2 separate regions of the Capra hircus genome follow, and region 2 is linked to region 1. Evidence: chromatin contacts called from public Hi-C data. All regions are on one chromosome and are shown on one strand. The core of a region is the stretch at or near the end of the contact, and the rest is flanking DNA. Distances in the headings are between cores, read along the strand shown.

The links. Hi-C and Micro-C count contacts between places; a contact is called where the count stands out from the background.
Region 2: a Hi-C map of liver shows a contact between it and region 1, with 2.5 times the contacts expected there. The contact joins the enhancer-like site here to the promoter of SLC45A1 in region 1. A contact is called at or near these places in 2 of 5 Hi-C or Micro-C datasets (blood and liver).

The regions. Positions count from the first base shown.
Region 1 is chr16:43,612,342-43,616,476 of ARS1.2, reverse strand. It overlaps SLC45A1 (proton-associated sugar transporter A), which reads left to right and starts at 1,713. Exons shown (of 9, transcript XM_018060404.1): 1 at 1,713-1,844. The coding sequence starts at 1,731.
Region 2 is chr16:43,943,905-43,947,785 of ARS1.2, reverse strand. It overlaps PARK7 (protein deglycase DJ-1), which reads left to right. Exons shown (of 7, transcript XM_005690737.3): 7 at 3,507-3,881. The coding sequence ends at 3,667. Among named protein-coding and RNA genes, the nearest start is that of PARK7, 15 kb to the left of the region's middle. Within about 2 kb of position 1,950, at least 1 of the 5 cell types and tissues checked has an H3K27ac peak or open chromatin away from gene starts, as enhancers often do.

The sequences.
Region 1 (4,135 bases), core at 464-2,963:
TCAAGTCTGACTCTTTGCGATCCCACAGACTGTAGCCCACCAGGCTCCTCTGCCCGTGAGACTCTCCAGGGAAGAAAACTGGAGTGGGTTGCCACGCCCTCCTCCAGTGGATTTTCCTGACCCAGGGACTGAACCTGTGTCTCTTGCGTCTCCTGCACTGGCAGGCGGGTTCTTTACCACTAGTGCCACCTGGGAAGCCTGCTGCAGAAGCTCTAAGCTTTTTCTTATTCTTGAAAAATGACAGCAGACCACAAGGTCCGTGGGCTGAACCCAAGCTGCCTCTCCTGCCCATCCCTACTCACTGCTGCATCCCAGGCTCACCAGCTCACCCTGGGCCCTCCTGTTTGCAAGAGCTCTGCACACACTGACCCCGCCACCCAGTGGTAACAGACTTGTCCAGTGTCACTCCCTCAAGGACAGCCAGCCCTCCCATCGAGGTCACATGCCCCTATTATAAGCTTTCCTAGAGCCACATGTCTGCCCCTGATAGCTCTTTCTGTGTTGTGATTTCACTGCAGGCTGAATAATTATTTGCTTTGCCATTGATTCAGTCCAGTTCCTACCCCAGGGCCTTTGCATTTGCTCAGCCTGGCATGACCTTCCCCCAGATACCAGCACAGCTAACCCCCTCACCTCATTGAAGAAGACATTTGGAGTCTTCTTCAAATGTCACCATCTGAGTGGGGACTCCTCAACAACCCTATTTAAACTGCAGGACTTCCCTGGTGGTGCAGTGAATAGCACCACCCAGGGAACATGGGTTTGATCCCTAGTCTCGGAAGATTCCACATGCCAAGGATCAATGAAGCCCCTGCATGGCAACTAATGAGCCCAGGCACTAGAGTCCATGAATCACAGATACTAAGCCCGTGAGCCTAGAACCTGTGCTCTGCAAGAAAGGAAGCCTCCCCAGTAAAAAGCCTGTGCAGTACAACCAAGAGTAGCCTCCACTCCCTGCAACTAGAGAAAGCCCACGCGCAGCAGGGAAGACCCAGTGCAGCCAAAATAAATAAATAAACTGCAGTGCCCCCCTCCGACCACAACCCACTGCCACTCTCCCTAAGCCCCTTCTCTGGGGATGACTATCTTCTGCCCTTTGTCTTGTTTGATGTATCTCTCATGACAATGTCATGCTACAGGGCCAGGACATTTGGCCGGTTTGTTCACTGTCTTATCTGCAGTCCCTGTGGTAGAGCTGGCACAAAGTAGTACCTGAGACATGTTAAGGGAATAAGTGAACGCAGTATAATACTTCTGGGCAGGACCAACTTATCCCATCTGTACAGTGGGCAGGGTCCAGAGCACACAGGGCTTCGAAGGCTCCTCAAAAATGGGTTCATTTCTTTTAAAATCAGAAGGAGAGGGGGAAAAGAATTCTTAGGAGAGGGGAAATGTTTTAATATGTAGTATTAATATACTAATCTTTAAACCGACACAGCTGTAAAATAAAATTTTAATATTGTTCTTCATGGAGGAATACACCTACCAAGGCTAGAAAGCTTCAGCTCAGAAGTCATAGCAAACCTGTTTCTGGCGCCTTCTTTGCAGACCCTGCTGGCCTTTAAACTTGGGAGGATGCGCAGCTGGCTGAGCTGAGGGGCCCTGCGCAATGTCCAGCGCTTCCACCGCGGCCGGCTGGCCAGGCGGTGCCGCTTTAAGGATGCTCTGCGGGTACCGGCCTCAGGCGGCGAGGATGCAGCCGTGACGTCACGGCCCCGCCCCGCGGGGTGATGCTGCAGGAGCAGCGGCGGGCCGGGGGCGGCCGGGCCGGGACCCAAGCTCCGCGCGTGGCAGGCAGGAGCCCGTCCTCCTCGGAAAGGGATGCCTCCTGGCTGGAACCACAGGTACCTCCATTTCCTCCTGTGCCCTCCGCACAGTTTCCGGCTTTGTGCTGGGAGCGCCGCAGCTTAGGCCCCAGGGTAATCAGTGTGCCAGGATTGGGGCTGGAGGTTGGCACGGAGACCTTTGTTCCTCTTGTCTAATTAAATGAACTGTCAGTGGAGCCCCCCTCCCCACCCCCCACCCCCATCTCGCCCCCTGAGTGCAGAGCTCTCCCGCCCTGAGAAGGGTGGGTAGCAGTTGGGTGAGATTTATTTCACAGTTGCAAGGAAAGAGATCAGACAAACACTGGGATTTGCCCCCAGGCTTATGCCGCGCTTATTGGTGCCTGAGGCCTGTTCCCAGGTCACCTGGGCAGGTGTCATCAGCTTCCGGTCCACCTCCCACCAGCGACTGAAAGCTCTGAATGGCTGGGGCCCTGGTGTAACCTCTCAGCACCCCAGGGTTAAGTTTATGATGAGCACCAAGGATTTCTGCCTTCTTGTCAAGGGCAACATGCTGCGGTTGAAATGAGAGGGTGATGGCAATCCGTTCATCCTGCCCTTGACAAGAAATAACTTCATAAGTTATTTCTGGGGTTACCATAGTGTTTGTGTTTTCTCAGCTTTTGTAGGGAAGTAGGACCCGGTGCTGATGAACTCAAGTTCAGTGTGTGCCCCACCAGGGCTTTGGGGATCAATGGGCTGCCAGATTGCCACCGCTCAAAAATGAGAAGTGGGCTAGGATTCAGTAGCTAGCTCACTAAATACATCCCCTGAGGTCCACATTTCTCAGATGGTGGCTGAGACAGTAAAGAGTCTGCCTGCAATGTGGGAGACCCAGGTTCAATCCCTGAGTCAGGAGGATTCCCTGGAGAAGGAAATGGCAATCCACTACAGTATCCTTGCCTGGAAAATCCCATGGATGGAGGAGCCTGGCGGGCTACAGTCCATAGGGTCGCAAAGAATCAGACACAGCTGAGCGACTTCACTGAAGTCCACAAAGTCCTTCACTGATCTGGGAAGATTTCCTTGAAATATTAACTTGGAGAAATAGTAGAAGGAATGGGGTGATTTTAAGCATTCAAATTACATGGACATTGTTTATCTTTGTTAATCAGCTGCTACCTAATCAACTTGAGGGATTTATTCTTTGAAACATCCTCTGTATTCTAGAAGGACAGTGGACCCAGCATACAACCTGTGGGGGTCCAAGAACATGTGCAGATCTTGGGAGGGTCTAAGTAATGGTAATATAGTATGATCAAGATGTCTGATGAATACTTGTTAGTGTATTAAAATTCCATTTTCTAGTTTACATTTTACTTTCATTTTTTAATAACATTAAAAAATGAATTTTTTTAAAATGAGTTTTAAACAGTTCTTAGAATAAGCTTGGGCTTCCCTGGTGGCTCAGAGGGTAAAGTGTCTGCCTGCAATGCTAGAGACATGGGTTCCATCCCTGGGTCATGAAGATCCCCTGGAGAAGGAAATGGCAAGCTTCTCCAGTACTCTTGCCTGGAAAATCCCATGGACGGAGAAGCCTGGGAGGCTACAGTCCATGGGGTCGCAGAGTCGGACACAACTCAGCCACTTCACTTTACTTTAGAATAAGCTTTCACAGGCAACTTTTAATATATGTATTTAAAAATAAAAGTGGTAAACCTGAAACTTGAAAATGAATCCATCGTGAAGGCTTTTTTCAAGTTCAGGTTTAATTCAGACTTAGATGAGGGAGGAGGAGTGTAGGATGGGGGAGGGGTGGGGGTCTCCCTTTGGCTAGGACAGACTGCAGGCTGTGTTTTAAAGCTGGAGGTGGTGATGGTGACACTGTCGCATCACAGGGAGAGACATGGGGTATGTAGGTAGCCCATTTTAAGCCTGTGTGCTCAGTCACGTCCAGCTGTTTGTGACTCCATGGAAAGTAACCCATCAGGCTCCTCTGTCCATTTTAAGAGGGTCACAGAGTTTCCCCTTTTCAAAAATATACTTCTACCCTATGCATGTAAGGCTAAAAGTCTTCCAAACTGGGCTCATGGTCCTTCATTCTAAAATGAAAGGATTTCTAATATATTTTCACCAAAGTTCATTTTATGGGAGTAAAATACCAACAGGAAAGAGAGGTGTCATGTGCCTGCAGGGGCAGGAAGAGAGGCAGAGAAGGAGTTAGCCAGTGAGGCAGGTGTGAGGCTGTGACCAGACAGCCGGAGTCAGGTTAAGTCTTTCACACGCCTGGGCTGAGGTCTTCCTCTGACTTCTAAGGAGACAGTCTTCCGTGTTCCAGCAGTTCCTCTATTTCTGTGATATTTTAAAATTGG
Region 2 (3,881 bases), core at 701-3,200, 330 kb before region 1:
GTGTCAAAGGGCCCACCAGTCAGTGCCTGGCTCTGCCTGGCTCCGGGCTGAGTGCTGGAGATGCAGAGCAGACAGGCTGCTATCACCTGGGCTCAGCCTGTTGGGTTGGCATAATGCCCATTTTACAGAAGAGAAAAACAGGGAGGTCAGACAGCTGCTAACTAGCAGACTGAGGTTTGAATCTGGCAGACTGATACCTGAGCTGCTGTCCTCAGGGGTCAGGGGCTTTTCCTGGAAGGGCTGGATAGTAATGATCTAGGGCTATCTGGGCCACCGCGTCTCTGGGGCTCCCAGACCACAAAGGTGAGGGTGTGCAGGGGAAAGCGGCTGTTAGTTACTACCCTCTGGCCCCTAGCCTCCCCGGCTGCTTTGTCTCTGGGTTTTGAGAGGGGCTTTGAGGTGTTTGCTTAAAGTTAAAAAGGAATGAACACCTCCTGCAGGTTGACCAGGAACGGACTGGTGCGCAGGTGTCGTTTTTCTCCGTCTTCACCGCTAGGTGGAGGTGGTCTGCAAGCAGACCTTTAGCTCTTCTGGCTGAGATTTTTGAGAAGAACCGGAATTTTTAAACATTTTTAACCAGTGTAAGCTGTATTTGTAGTATTTTACCCACAAAGGGGTTGTTACCTCAATCGTTCAGAGCCTTGCCTTCATTGCCTGTGTCTCAGTGTCCATCTCGGCTCTGGGTTCTCTATTTCAGCACTTGGGATGATCTCTAACCAACAGTAAATGAGGTTAGCTTAGGAAAACCTCTCCCCTGCAGGCTAGGGATCCCCTTTTCTTCTGTAGAAGGGTAACTGGGAAGCACTCACGGACTGTCATCAGTTGTTTCACTGGGTGACTTGATTTGTACTAAGAGGAAGCCCTGAAGCAGGGCAGTGGTGTTCATCCCTGGGAAAGGACGGGTACTTTGGGACATGGTCTCTAAAGCTTGCTGGTGCAGCAGGAGCATCTTGCTTGGGTGTGCTGTTCTGTGTGAGCATCAAACAAGCATTTCCTGAGCTCTTTGGGCTCTGGGGACAGAGAAGGGGACAAGATCAAGCCATCTTCTTGGGGCTCCTCAGAGGGGGAGGGGGCAGAGGTCGTGCGGTATTGCAGACCCAACTCTGCCTGCAGGGACCAGATGGGGCAGGATTGCATAGAGGACCCTTGTGGGCTTTTGACCCCGGCCCTCAATCTGTTTGTCCTTCATGTCCTGTCATTGAGCAGTGTCACCATGCAGCCAGGTGGCCGGAAGTCATCATTGGTATCTCCCCACGTCCAGTTCCTCCGCCAGGTCTTGGCATTTCATCTCCAAGACACACCTCGGGCCTCCATGTCCTCACCGTGGCCTTTATCCCGTCCAGGTCGCTGTTTACTCCTGTGGGTTCTTCTTCGTCTCTCCTCTGCTTCTTTCTGCCCTGTCTTTGTGCACAGGCTGGGCCTCAGGGCCTGTGTACCATGATTTGGAGTTGAGGGTCACTTCAAGGTGCCAGAGAAAGTGGTGAAGGCTTCTCATGGGGGGCACCTGGATGTGCTCTGGTTTGCACTGTGGAACGTGCCCTGTTTGGTGGCGCTGAGAGTGGAGGGAAAGACAGGAGGAAGGGGGACTCTGCACGCAGAGGTCCTGCATTGAGGCAGCAGGCAGGGAGTGTTCATTTGATCTTTCCTTCACCTGGCACTTGGAAGTACCTCCCTGGTGCCGTTAGCATTCTAGACTGGACATATAGGTGAGGGCTCAGCATTTCACAGACCAGAGGTAAATAGGAGCCAGATGGTTTCTTGGGTGCTGGGAGGGTGCATGATAGAGTGACCTGGGGGGCCTGGTGAGAGAGGGGTCCATGCTGAATTCAAAGGAGTGAGTTGCTGAGAGGAGCTTTCTGGGCAGAGGGAGCAGCCTGGGCAGCTCCTCCAGGGCCGGAAAGACTACAGTGCCCTCTGTAGCAGAGCTGCAAGCTTCAGGCGGGAGAGTGGGCCCTGGGGGCAGCTGCGGGGTCAAGGGGCCAGGCCACGTGGGGTGCTGCTGCATGTGAGGAGTTCGGGCCTGGTGCTTGTGCAGTAGGAGGATTTGGTGACTGTCTGATGTGGAACGTGAGGGTGGGGGGTGGTTCAGGGAATCTCAGCTTTGAGCCCTCAGATCTTGGAGGTGGTCGTGTTTACTTCATGCGAATGTAGGAGCAGCCTGTTTTCTTACTACATTTGCAAAGATACAGCCAGCTGTGGCCTCCGAAAGCAGGCAGTGCCTGATGAGAAACTAGGTTTCTCCCCACTTGGCACCTCTCTCTCCCCACCCATGACACATTGTGTGTTCTTTCTGCTTGTTTGCTGTGGAGGCAGCAAGCAGAAAGTGTGCATCACCCAGGGGGTCTGTATAATCCAGGTCGTTTCTACCTTCAGCCCTGGTTCCCCTACATCCTCCTTCCCCCAGCATTTTATAGGGAAGGAAAAGTAATTTTCCCTTGTATCCTTCTGAGTTCTTAGTTGAGACCCTTGTTACAGGAGACAGGTTGACTGGAGAAGAACAAAGTTTATTAACATGTATACTTTAGCTTCCCAGGTGGTGCTAGTGGCAAAGAATCTGCCTGCCAATGCAGGAGACCTCATTAGGGGCTGTGGAGGCTACAGTGGAGGCCTGGCAGGCTGCAAGCCATGGGGTTGCAGAGTCAGACACAGCTAAGCAACTAAGCACTAGAACTCATGTTTACATGGAAGAGCCCCAGGGGAAAATGAGTAATTCCCTGAGATGGTTTAGAATTCTGGCTTAAATTCCATCTTAATGGGGAAAGGGGAGACAGGCCTCTCAGGGGAAGGTAATTGGGTTTTCAGAAAGATGAAGGGGCCCTTTGAAGAGTAGATGGGAGGAATGATAGTTTCTGACAAGGTTTGTCTGGGTGTAGTATCAGCTCCTGGTTTTCTCTTCTGATTGATGGAACTTCCCGGAGGGGATTTCTGATAGCTGAGTTCCTTTTGGACAGTTTGTGCTTAGGCAGGAAAGGGGATTCAGAGAAACCCTCTCCCTTTCTGTCCTGCTGTGTTCTGAGAGCTGGAGGTACCTAATGGAGTTATGAGTGACTGGCTACAGTGCTGGTGTTGTGAGCTTTTGCTTTTTTAAAAAATTTTGGCTCGTTTGTGTTTTCATTTTTGTGAGACAGTAGTGTGTGGTTCGGAGAAGGCAATGGCACCCCACTCCAGTACTCTTGCCTGGAAAATCCCATGGACGGAGAAGCCTGGTAGGCTGCAGTCCATGGGGTCGCTGAGAGTTGGACATGACTCAGTGACTTCACTTCTACTTTTCACTTCATGCATTGGAGAAGGAAATGGCAACCCACTCCAGTGTTCTTGCCTGGAGAATCCAAGGGACGGGGGAGCCTGGTGGGTTGTCGTCTATGGGGTCGCACAGAGTCGGACACGACTGAAGCGACTTAGCAGCAGCAGCAGTGTGTGGTAAGGGAATGGAAGTGTCGAGTGGTGTTCATGGCTGTCCTACATAGCCCACGAGGACGTAACCCTTCTTTGTTTTTATTTCCCAGGTCATTATAGCTACTCCGAGAACCGTGTGGAGAAAGACGGCCTGATCCTCACCAGCCGGGGGCCAGGAACCAGCTTTGAGTTTGCGCTGAAGATCGTCGAGGTGCTGGTCGGCAAGGAGGTGGCCGACCAAGTGAAGGCCCCGCTGGTTCTTAAAGATTAAAGTGGAGAGGCTTGATGATGGGTCAGAGAGACAGGCCACTTGTAATCCAGCCTCATTGTGTTCACTTTTAAAGGGGGAGGCGGGGGGCGGTCACTGTGCAGAGAAGCCATCTTCCTCACTCCCTCCCTGTCCATTTGTGGCTCTGACATGACAGTTATGCAGAGATTCCAGTTGTATCCCCTCATTTCTGAACCTTGATTGCAGAATAAATAGG